Regions from separate parts of the Macaca mulatta genome. Here region 2 is linked to region 1. A link is a contact called in public Hi-C data. All regions are on one chromosome and are shown on one strand. The core of a region is the stretch at or near the end of the contact, and the rest is flanking DNA. Distances in the headings are between cores, read along the strand shown.

Region 1 (6,250 bases), core at 2,615-5,114:
ATTCTGCATTTTCTGGATCTATCTTTTGTGCCTTCTCATAGTACTCAGCAGCTTGCCTCTTTTCTCCTTCCAGCTTGTAAACAAATCCTAGGGCACTTAAACTCTGCACATCCAAAGCATTGTGACAAAGCCTCTTGGTAGCCAATTTCTTCAGAGCACTTGTCAGTTTGGTGCGAAGGGGTGATCTGTCTTTGACCTTTAAGGCTTCTAAATAATGATGGATGGCAGTATTTTCTGATTTACGGTGAAATTCCTGAAAGCGGCCATAGTGGTAATGGATCTGATGTTTGTGATCATCGGTTATGTTCTCCAGACGAAGAGCTTTCCGGAAAATGTCCTCAGCATTGCTATACTGGCCTCCTTCAGCATACATGTTGGCCAGGTCTGTGTAGGCAAATGCAAACATAGAGTCTCGTTCCATGGCTGCTTTGAAATGAAATATAGCAGATGAAATCAGCTCATCAACCTTTAGTTTATCCTTTCCTTTAGGTCTGTTGTGTGTGGCCTTCTTGATTTGGATCATTTGTGCCCTGTAGCAAAGTCCCATCTGGTGATGCAGGAAAGAAGAAGTTGGTGTCACCTCCAAGGCCTTTTTTAAAAGGTCGAGAGCTTTGTTCCAGGAATTTTTTCTCCTGTAGAATTTGGCTGCATAACGAAGGACATAAGGCTGGGATGATATTTGGTCCAGGATTTCTTCAATATACTTTTCCCCTTCAGCTTCTGCATGTACATCTTGAAGCTTCAGTGCCAGAAAAACCTTAATGTAGCTGTTATCTGGGTTCAGGGTAACAGCCTTTCTCAAAGGCCCCAGAGAAAAGCTCTTTACAGACCCCTCTCTATCAGAATCATCCAGCCGATACACTGTGATAGCATAGCCGATGTTAAATTCTGGATTGTCAGGTTCCACTTCCAGAGCCTTCTCAAAAGCCGCTTTAGCCTTTTGATAATACTTTCCTCCAAATTTCAAGAGTGCCCACCCTTTCTCACAGTCAATCTCAGGACACTCCAACTTGTAGTTAGAAGGACTGGACAATTTCTTGCAGACGTTCCCTATCTTACCTGTATACTTCTGAGCTTCCTCAAGCTGGTTCATGTGATAATGCACCCAGGCATAGTTTCCCCAAGTGACCAGGCTTCGTACTTCTTCTTTGTCTGAGTGTTCTCTCTGGATTATTTCTTCTGCTTCTTCCAAGCACTCAAGGGCGTCTTTATTTTGGCCTTTTAGGTGTTTCACATAGGCCAATAGGTTATAAAGTGCAAGTCTAGATTTTGTGGTAAGAAATTCAAGCTGTTGCCCAATTGTATCTTCCACCTCAAACAGATCAATGTCTTCCTTAAGTAAATTCCATGTAAAATGACATTCTAACTCCAACAGAATGGCCTTCAAGGGGTCCTTAGGAATTTCACTGTCAAAGATAAAATACTTTTTAATTTTTGAAGAAATACAAGAAATAATTTTCTAAACCTGAAATATTGTTCTTTGCATAACAACTAATTTTATCCCTATTTGATCTTACAGTTAAAGCATTAGGTTCCCATAACTTTAGAGTTTCTTCTATGTACAGTTATGTCCTAGAAATATTTCATTTAAATTCTCACTATTTATTGCAAAAACAGTTCTGGAGAGATGACAGAGCTTTCTGTATTACATGCATCTATTTCCTTTTGGCAATCACTAAACCACTGAAAATTAGGAATAAAGATATACATATTCAATAATTAATATGAAAATTCCATTTCTGTATTGAGTACTGATTCTGACTAGGAAACCTGGTAAAATTGTTCCTTGGTAATTGTTCCTTTCTCTAGTATAACTGTACCAAAAACATGGGCAAGACATGCCATGTCCTTACAGTCTGCTCAAATCCACAATATTGCTTTACCAGCCCTCTGCCTAAAACAAACGCTTGTTTTGAAGGTCTCTACCAGCCCAGCCCAAGGAGGATGAGGAGGGCTGCTCAGGTATTATGAATGTGGTTGTAAGATCTCAAAGGGACATTCAATCAGGTACTGAAGTGGTTTGTCCAGGCTCTGGAATTTATGCACAACTGGACACCATGAGAATTTTTACTGTTTAAACTTTGTCTACTTAATTTTGTAACTCTGTCTCTGGGAAGCTGATAAGAGAGAAGCTATTGCATCAGAAGAGGGTATCTTTCAGTAATTTTGTTCTTCTGCTAGGAAGAAGCAGTCTTTCATTGTCCTTGGGGGACAGTCCCCAATGGGGCCCAGCCCTTTTCCTCCCCATCCTGCATATGTACGGTGCACACCACCCTCTTTTTTTTTTTTTTTTTTTTTTAAGCCCCATCCTGATAGCACTCTCCTTTCTTAAAAATGTTACATGTGGCCAGGCACAGTGGCTCACGCCTATAATCCCAACACTTTGGGAGGCTGAGAGCGGCAGATCACGAGGTCAGGAATTCGAGACCAGCCTGGTCAACATGGTGAAACCCCCGTCTCTACTAAAGAGACAAAAAATTATCCATGAGTGGTGGCGCACGCCTGTAATCCCAGCTACAAGGGAAACTGAGGCAGGAGGATCGCTTGAACCCGGGAGGCGGAGGTTGCAGTGAGCCGAGATTGAGCCATTGCACTCCAGCCTGGGTGACAGGGCGAGACTCCATCTCAAAAAAAAGTTAGATGTGTGGGTGGCACTTAAACTTTTTTTTAACTTATAATAATGAGAATAGTTAACATTTATTGTGCAAGAATTATGTGCTAAGCAGTCAATTGCTAGGATTTATTATTGTCCTTTTCCACAGTCCCAAGAGATGGTCACCATTAATTTTTACAGATAAGGAACAGACTCACAGAGTTTGAGAAACTTTGTGGTCACTCAACTAGTAGGAGCTCAGTCAGGATTTAGAACAAGGGACTATCTGCTTTTAGAGCCCAAGACCTTAACCTTAACCTCTTATTCCTCAACTCATTAAATGCGGAAGGTTCACTAACCACGTGCAGGGCAGGGTACTAGCCCCTGGGGATACAAAATGATTAAGAAAAGGACGCCATCATACTGAATCAGTAAAGGAGTCAGATAAAGAAATCCTCATAAAATAGCGGATTGGGTGGGATGATAACAATCTGTGCTTGGTACAGAGGTAGCTCCCCGGAAGGGAAGAACTCAGACCCAGAAATCAGAAAGGCAAAATGGCAGTGGCAGGCGAATGTGACACCTGGAGGGCTGCGGCGAAACCGCGTATGCCACACCGAGGGAATGGCAGCTGGAAACAGAGGCACGCGATAGGGCCTAAGGAGACTCTGCATGTAGCAGCTGCCCCCGGAACGGCCCCGGGGGCTCTGCAGGCTCTGACCAGTTTCCCGGAGGCGGCGTCCGCGTGCCCCGCACGGTCTCCGTCGCCGCTTCCGAGAAAAGCCGTCGGGTCGCGCGGGGTGGACAGGCCTCCTGGGGGAGCGTCGCTCGGCACATGCCCTGACAGTCCCGACCGCAGACGCCAGGGATGGGGCAGGCTGCCGGGGAGCATCTCCTGTTCCTCCTCCCTGACTGGCCTCCTCAGGCGCTCGAGAGGGACCGGACTCCGGAGAAGCGTCCACTCGGCCACCCTCCCCGATAGGCCCGACTTCAGACGCCGTGCGCCGGGACAGAGCGCCTGGGGAGGGTCCCCAACGCAGATGCCTGGCTGCCGGGCGCGAGGGGCTTGGCCCCTGAAAAGGCCGCAGAATTGCGCTGGAAATGAATAAAAGATGCCCGGTTTGAAACAAAGGCCAACCCGGGGCTTGGGAGGAGAGGCAGAGGAAAACTCTTACCTCATGATGGCAACGCTCTGCAGGCCGTCAGGGCGGCGCAGTTCCTCGCGCGCTCTCTCTCTCCTCAGCACCTGGGACCGAGGGCAGCCGCGCAGTGGGAGGGCGGGTGCGCGTGCGCGTGCGCGCGCGCGCCCGCCAGGCCGCGGCAGCCCTAGGAGTCGGCCGCGCGGCCCGTCTTTGTTAAAGGAGGTACCCCAACCCCAGCTAGAAGAGGAAACTGGAAATTGAATGTGATGCCCGAGCTCTCAGAAAACGAAACTTAAGAAATGGAAACTTAACGAAGCTTCAGAATCCGAAACTTAATAGAAGAGCTCAAGAGCCGCGGCCAGACGTTTGCGAAGTCCAGGGTTTTTCGGAGTTAAATTTGCAGCTGGGCTCCTGCACTTTGGTCTCGGCTCTTATCTGCCTCTCTGAGTCCGCTGAGTTCGCGTGCTGCCCGTTTAACTCTTTGTTTATTTGAGACAGGGTCTCACTGTGTCACTCAGTCGTGATCTCAAGCGATGCACCCGCCTCTGCCTCCCAAGGTGCTGGGATTACAGGCGGAAACTGAAGTCCCTGCTTCCACTCCAGTCTTTTGATTCAACAAGAAACACGGTAATGCTATACATCTATGCTGTTATTTCTGTTGGGTGTAAGCTAGAGAAATTTGGAGTTAAAATCTATATACATTTTAAGTTTTGACGGATATTACCAAATAGCTTTAAAAATCCACTCCTACCCACAATCGTAGGAGAGTGCTTCTCTTCCAACCTTCGCCAATGGTGCTTTGTGTAATGAGTACCCAATAAAGACGAGAGTGGTATTGGGATCTAGGCAGAAAATGTCAAACACCCACCCATACCTTAAACATTTTGTCCCCTCTGAATTCATTCGGCAGATGTTGACAAACAACTGTAAGAGCCAGACTTTGTTCAAAGTACTGTCAATATAACAATAAAGAAAACAGACTCGGGCCTTACCCTTACTGAGTTAATGTCTGTATTCAAAATCTCAATATCCTGTCCGTAATTCACCTTTTGCATTGATTTTGATTTTTTTTTTTTTTTTTTTTTTTTTTTTTTGAGACAGGGTCTCACTCTGTCGCTCAGGTTGGAGTGCAATGGTGAGATCACAGCTCACTGCAGCCTCAACCTCCAGGGCTTATGCGATCCTCCCATCTCAGCCTCCTGAGTGGCTGGGACTGCAGGTGTCCACCACCATGTCGGGCTCATTACTTTATTTTTTGTAGAGGTGGGGTTTTGCCATGTTGCCCACGCTGGTCTCCACCACCTGGGCTCAAACATTTTTCTAATCCTTAAACATTGTTCCACCCACCTTGGCCTCCCAAAGTGCTGGGATTACAGGCATGAGCCACCATCCCTGGCCTGATTTTGAATTTTTAAAAACATATTGCATTGAAATATTGTCTACCTTGATCACTGAGCTTCTTGGCACCCCACCCCCTAAGACTTAGTGCCTGAAGCTAGTGCCTCATTTAAGGCAATCACTTCTAACAGTTGTGCTGTCTTACACAGAAACTGCTGGTCACATGTGGCTATTAAAGACCTGATTTTTAATTTAATATAAATTTAAAAACTGATAAGTTAATAGAAAACTTTAAAGAATATTTGGAAAAACTTAGGTACATGAATCTACTTTTTAAGTTGCAAATTTTATGAAATCTAAATACAGAGCAAGTATTTCCCATGATTATCCTCAGCAAACTAATGCAGGAACAGAAAATCAAACATTGCATGTTCTCACTTATAAGTGGGAGCTGAATGATGAGAACACATGGACACAGGGGGGAACAACACACACTGGGGCCTGTTGGAGGTGGGGTTGGTGGGAGGGAGAACATCAGGAAGTACAGCTAAGGGATGCTGGGCTTAATATCTAGGTGATGGGATGATATGTTGGTGATGGGATGATCTGTTCAGCAAACCACCATGGCACATGTTTACCTATGTAACAAACCTGAACCTCCTGAACATGTACCCCTGAATTTAAAATAAAAGTTGAAGCAAAAAATGTACTTCCAGTGAAAATTTAGCATTTAATTTGAGATGTGCCATAATCTCTGTCAGGACAATGGATGAAATCAATATCTACTGGAAGGAGTAACAATATTAAATAATTGAAGCAAAATGGATTGGAAGCCCAAAATTTGGAGATTTTCTTGGGGTGCTCTGTAGTAATAAGAATAATGCCCCCCCAATGGTATCCATGACCAAATCTCTAGAACCTGTGAACATGTTACTTTACATAGCAAAAGGGAATTTGCAGATGTTATTAAATCAAGGATGTGGGGATGGGGCGATGATCCTGGATTGTCCAGGTGGACCTGGTGGGTCCTTAGAAGAAAGAGGCAAAAGAGTCAGAGGAGAGAAGGCGATGTGAAGAAGGAAGCAGAGAGAGAGAGATGTGAAGCTACTACACTGTAGGTTTTGAAGGTGGGTGAAATAATTCAGGCAGCCTCTGGAATTTGGAAAAGGCCTAGAGC
Region 2 (6,396 bases), core at 1,449-3,948, 280 kb before region 1:
ATTCTAATATTTACTGAGAATCTACTAGATGTACAATACCAGAGAGAGGGGGAGGACTCTGAGCTGTTTTTTGACAAGATTATAAAATATCCACATCAGTGACTCCCAAACTAAGGTCCCTAGCTCAAGAAAGTAGTAACGAGCAAAACCCACAGGTATTATACAAAATGAACCAAAGATGGCCCTTGCATGACGGCCCTAAATTGTATACTTCTTCACAGCTGGTAGGGATCTGAGCTCAAACGCCCACTGGATCAAAGACCATAAATGTTTAAAATAAAAATTAAAAAGCCTATGGCCGGGAGCAGAGGCTCACGCCTGTAATCCCAGCACTTTGGGAGGCCAAGGCAGGTGGATCACAAGGTCAGGAGATCGAGACCATCCTGGCCAACATGGTGAAACCCCATCTCTACTAAAAATACAAAAAAATTAGCCGGGTGTGGTGGCGTGCGCCTGAAGTCCCAGCTACTAAGGAGGGTGAGGCAGGAGAATCACTTGAACCCAGGAGGTAGAGGTTGCAGTGAGCCAAGATCGTGCCACTGCACTCCAGCCTGACAACAGAGCAAGACTCTGTCTCAAAAAAAAAAAAAAAAAAAAGCCTGCTGGGGTGCCAAACTCAAATTCTGAAGCATCCATTTACTTTCAATATGGCCCAAAATAAGCATATTTTTAGCCATTTAGAACCTGCCAGGTTTGAACGCCCCATGAAACTGCACCCAACATTTGCCAGACACATAAAACCTGGGATTATCAAGACCCCCAAGCTGCTGCTGCCCTTGAGAGTTCTATGATCTAGAGACTCTCCACTGTGCAACATCACTTAGACATGTAAGCCCCTCTATGATTCTTTCCTCCCCACTCCCCATCCCCCTTGCCCTCTTTCCCCTCTGGATGGTGGCCCCTCACCCTGGTCTAGAAAACGTCCCATACTGAGAGGGATTTCCTTTGCCTACAATTCTGTCAAAGTCCTTGTTTATTCCTGTCACCTTGTTGACAATCTTTTTCCTTGATCAGGCTGAAATTCCTAAACGTATCACAAGAACGTGGCTGGATTTTTTCCCCTAAATTGCAAAAGGACTAAGGAAAGCACCGATCTAGATCATGGGGAAAGGGGTGCAGAGCGGGGAGCATTTGCAAAATGTCAAAGTACCGGCTTGACATTTCAAAACACAGAGTTCATGGAAATGCCCAGAAAACTAAAAAACATCTGTGGTTTCAAGAATATTCCTGTGTACGAAAAGCAGTTATAATAAAGTATTTGTTCATATGCTCATTTTTCAATGAACAAACTACTTCCTAGCATTTCTAAAAGTGTTGAGATGTAACTTCTTGCAATTTTATATGACTACTACTTATACATGGCCTACCCAACTAAACTGGAAACTTCTTGATGGCAAGAACCTTATCTTATACCACTCTGTAGCCCCTACAACAAATTCAGTGACTTATGTAGGGATAAAGACTCCCTGACTAATGACTTAAAATAATGGTTATAAAGAAAAAACTCTTCTCCCCTCCCCCCCCAAAAAATCGGTCCTAATCTGCAATACTATATTTCGTGACAGCAGGCTTCAAGACCTCATTTTTCATTTCAAAAGGCTGCTCTGACTGGAAAACTGCATCTTTATTTATCTTCTCTCCAATAAGAATTCGCAATTGGAGACTTTAGTGAAAAATAGTAGAATCTGTTACTGAATGAGGTTTCTAAATGTGGTCTACAACACACAGCCTCAAAAAGTCTTCACAACTAACTGATGAGTATTTTACGTTATTTTACAATTTAAAATCTGGAGTCTTGGACATGTAATAAAACACATACACTGTTACACTACCTAACCCATAAGGCATGAACTTGTGTAAACTAGTACTTTAGCAAAAAATATTAGAGAATTGTGCCAGACAGGCATCACTGAACCAGGAAGCGAATCGAGATGGAGAAAGCCTTCTAAACTGAGAAATAACAGCAGTCACTGTGCCACGAACTCTTCAGCCTGGCACTGCAAAACCCTAGAAGGGCAAGCCTCAAGCACCAGTAGGAGTAGTCTGGAAATAAGTGCACAGAGGCCACCACACGGCTCCCCCCGCAAAAAGGCCGTGTTACCTACCTGCCGAGCAAACTGCTCACCTCAGAGCTTCAGAAAACTAGCTGCGGCAAAAGAGGCCTGTTTCTCAACAACAGAAGCAACAACAATAATAACATTAATGACTGCAAACATTTAGTAACTACTGTGTGCCAGCACTAACAACTTTACACATTACCATTTAATCTTCACAAAAGCCGAAAGAAATCGATACTTTATTGCCGCCTTTTAACCGATAAGAAAACTAAGATACAGAGAGAGTAAATGAATTGTCTTGCGTCACTCAACTAATAAGCACTGGAGGCGAGATTTAAACCCTAACCGAAATAGTATGACTCAATGCTCGCTGCGTACCTGGTGTTCCCATCACTCCGCAACCCAGTTCCTGACAGTAACCTCCACGGGGGTACGAGCACTGTCGGAACATGTCCACATTGCCAAAGCCGTTTCCCCACCTTAGGCCCCATAAATATGTAGTCACCCACCTCCTTCCCTACACCTTCCCCCGGGCCACCTTCTCACCTGCAAACGTCGCCTGGTTAGCCGGACCCGCGAGAAGCACTGCGATGTTAGCGTTTTCAAATTCAAACAATGGCGGCCAGGGCACCGCACTGAACGCTGGGAGTGGGTGTGGCGTCCGGAGCTCCGCCAGGGAGCGCCGCCGGCTGGCGCTGCGGACTTTCTAGTGGCTCCCGGAAGAAGCTCTCCAATGTGGGGGCGGGTCTTGAAAAGCGGGCAGCCAAAGAGCGGAAGCAGGCGTGGGAAGCCCGGGTGCCGACGGTCTCGTTTACCTAGCAGCTCGGCTAGTCGGGCACTAGTAGTGTGCTTCCTCGCGGCTGTCGTTAAGTCCCACGCTGTTGACTGTGACACCGATCTCCGATTCTGTCCTCGAGGCACTAAAGATGTGGCGAAGGCCCGAAGTGAGGCCGCTGCCACTGCACTTAGTCCTGCGACTCCCCAAGGACTGGCCGAGGAATGGAGGGCTAGCCACTTCCCAGTCCTGTCCCTACGGGATCTGAAAAGACTCGGCATCCCGGGGTCCGGAGGGTCACTTCCCTCGCTGCATCCCCATTGTGCAACTGCCAGTCTCAAAATTGATGTAGGTAAGCTTATGAATGTTAAAACTAATGAATGCAAGATGCTAAAACAAAACATTAACTGAAAGGTTGTCGGGGAAGAGGATGTTAGTATCTCAAAGAATTTCACCCTACAGATCATTTATTATAAAGGGAAAATAGAATTTTACACTGAAGGGATTTATTAGGCATACCTTAACCAAGTGAAGATACTTAGCACCGCTAATAGCACCTGATACTATTTGTACTAGAAATGTTTGACATGAATCTAATCATGAGGAAACAATCAGAAAAAAACAATGTAGAACATTCTACAAGACAAAAGGCCTAGGCTCTTCTTCAGAAGTGTCAGTGTCATGACAGGAAAAAGAAAAAAACGAAGTGGAAAATTGCTTTAGTCGAGAGTCAAAAGAAACCAAATGAAATCTGTGAATCTTAGTTGGTTTATAGATTTAAAAAAAAATGCGAAATACATTTGTGGACAATTGGGGAAATTTAAATATGAACTACATATTAGATGAATCAGTTTTAAATTGGTTGCATGTGAGAATGAATTTGTGGTTAAGTGGAAGAATGCCTTTGTTTTTGGAAGGCGCTGGCGCTTGCTAAAGTAGTTAGCAAAGTGTCACAGTGTTTGCAGCTTACTTTCAAAAGATATGGCAAAAAAATAAAATAGAGAAAGCAAATGTGGCAAAATAATAGTAATTGGTGAATCTAGGTGAAGGGTATAATGGTGTACATCGTACTAGTCTTGCAACTTTCTAAAATAACTGAGATTTTCTAAAATAAGAGGAGGGGGAAAAAGGAATAAAATTCTGATCTTTACCATGGCCTCCCAGGCCCTGCACAATCAGGTGTCAGCCAACCTCACTGCCCACTAACTGTACAGTAAGGTGATCTGCTCTGGATACCTCAAACACAACTTCTTTCCAGCATGTATGAACCTTTGCATGGATTATTCCCTCTTCCTGAATTCTCTCTTCGCCATTCAACACGTGGCACTTCCCTTTATCCTTTAGATTACATCTAAAATAGTACCTTCTTAAAGAAGACTTTCCTGACTACTGTATCTCAAGTGAGCACTCTTTTTTTATTTGCAGGTTCAATTTCATTTTTATACTTTTTACAACTAGCAATTGTTGTTTTTCCCCTGCCCCATAAAATGTAAGTTCTGTGAGTAGAAGAACTGTGTTTTGTTTGGTCACTAATGTATCCTCAATGACTGTAACACAAGACAAGCAAATCAATCTTTGTTGAACAATGAATGAAGGCTTATGTGGCTGGGTAGAGACCATGGGGAGGAGTCGGGGGAGTGAATCTGGAGGCATGGGCGGAGGCCAGACCCTGTGAGTCTTAGCCAAGTTACTGACTTGAGTATTATGAAATGCTTACTGGATAACCGGTTTTAAGCATGGGCATGGTACAATCCAATGTGCGTCTATCTTTTGAAAAGGTTAATCTCCTGGAGAAACTAGAGGCAGCCAAGGAGGATGCTGTTGCAAGAGATTCCAGGAAAAGATAATGATAATGTGGACTTGGAAGATGGCAGAGGAGTTGCAGAAAAGTGACCAGATTTTAGAGGTATTTTTTCCTACGTTTTTCATTTCAGCACCAGCTGCTGGGTTTTTCCCTTAGGGAGATGCAGAGCCAGCTTGATTGGGAAGTGCTTAAGATTTAGTACCCTTTCCAAAGAATTCCATCTGTGCCCTTGAAGTGAATATTAACATAAAATGGAAAATTTGGTAAGTTAAGTTACATCAAAGTGATTTTCTGCCCTGGCCACAGTCTCTACTGTTAGTAATAGCTAACTTCCTTTATGCCTGGTAGTATTCTTAGCACTTTATACTCATTTAATCCTAAGAGTAACTCTGTAAGGCAATTTGTTGTTAACTCCTATTAATAGAAGAGGAAACTGAGGCGTGGAGCTAGTAAGGAAAGAGTAAAGGTATCTACTAAATAGAAATGTTGAAGATTAAATCAGGTAATAGTGTAAAGTATTTATAAAAGTATCTGGCACATGTTAAATAATAACTTGTTTCAATTTATATAACAAACAGTGAGACTGGAATTTGAATCTGGGTGATCTGGTTTTAGAGTCCATGCATTCTTTCTCCTCCCAAAGTTTGGATCCAACACCCCTGGAATTCTCTTAAGAAAATACTAAGTGCTTAACTCCTACTGCAAAGCCATTTCTAGAAGCAAGACTGAAGCAACTCACTTTTCAATCCCAAAATAATACTTTTGAGGATGTATTAATCACAAAGGTTTAAATAACAAGTTCAACAAAAATTTATCAGTCACCCACTAAGTGGCAGATTTCTCTACCCTTGAGAGGCCCTTAACAGGCCTTTTTCTAAAGCAGCCCTTCTCAACCTGGGATTTCAAGAGACAATTAATCCCTAAGCCTTTAGGCAGCCATTATATATAATGTATTAACTTCTTTCGTGTACATCTAGAATGGCACTGGTTCTATACCATCCTGAAAATAATTTTTTTATCTCCTGTGGTTCATATGGGGAAATCCATATGCAAAGTATTTCAAAACATGACAAATGCTATAATAGAAATGAACAGGGAGTAATGGGAGCAGAGTGAGCATAGCTTAAAGGTAATGCTGTGAAGTCAGACTTGAGATTGAGTGCAAGCCCAGCCACTCATAGGGCTCATAAAATTGTTGTGAGGATTAAAATAGCTTATGTAAGTTATTTAGTATAATCCTGGCACATAGTAGGTTTCATAATGGTAGTAAGGTAGTAATATTTATTAAATCTGTTTATTAAGTCATTAGAATGCAAACTCATTATTATCTTGGTCCTCTATAGCCCCCACATCTAAAACCGTACCTTGCACAAAACAAGTACTCAATAAAATACTTTTTGATGTAATAAGGGACATCTACTAGGGAAGATTTCTTAATGTAGCATGTAGGCTGAAGAAAGTGATTGGGATTTGCCAGTGAATTGTAGGAGGAGGCCATTCCAGGCCATGGAAAGCTGTGAGACAATGATAAAAAGAACAAGAGTTCACAAAAGATTCCAAAAACTACCTACTTCAGCATGACTGTGAACATTAGCTGAAGTGGGTAATGGCAGGAGATAAGAAAAGTAGGCAGAGGCTAGATCATAAAGGGCCCTGTATGACATGCTAAAGAAGAGCTAGAATTATATTCTCTAAGGCCTAGGTTTTGCTCAGCAGAGGTAGGAAGGAAAAGTGTAGGAAGAGAAGAAACAAGAAGGATT

What was found. A called contact is a pair of places that touch in the nucleus more often than the background predicts.
Region 2: a contact with region 1 is called in a Hi-C map of fetal cortex germinal zone, with 2.8 times the contacts expected there. The contact joins the promoter of KIF20B here to the promoter of IFIT5 in region 1. A contact is called at or near these places in 3 of 14 Hi-C or Micro-C datasets (blood, fetal cortex germinal zone and fetal cortical plate).

Annotation. Positions count from the first base shown.
Region 1 is chr9:101,474,257-101,480,506 of T2T-MMU8v2.0, reverse strand. IFIT5 (interferon induced protein with tetratricopeptide repeats 5) reads right to left here and starts at 3,864. Exons shown (of 2, transcript XM_001086665.5): 1 at 3,769-3,864; 2 at 1-1,406. The coding sequence starts at 3,773. It overlaps LOC144331165 (a long non-coding RNA gene), which reads left to right and starts at 3,867. Exons shown (of 2, transcript XR_013398118.1): 1 at 3,867-4,362.
Region 2 is chr9:101,750,736-101,757,131 of T2T-MMU8v2.0, reverse strand. It overlaps KIF20B (kinesin family member 20B), which reads right to left and starts at 2,698. Exons shown (of 33, transcript XM_015147654.3): 1 at 2,604-2,698. It overlaps LOC144331446, which reads left to right and starts at 1,139. Exons shown (of 4, transcript XM_077947982.1): 1 at 1,139-1,254; 2 at 2,559-3,180; 3 at 4,611-4,738. The coding sequence starts at 1,139. The coding sequence ends at 4,679.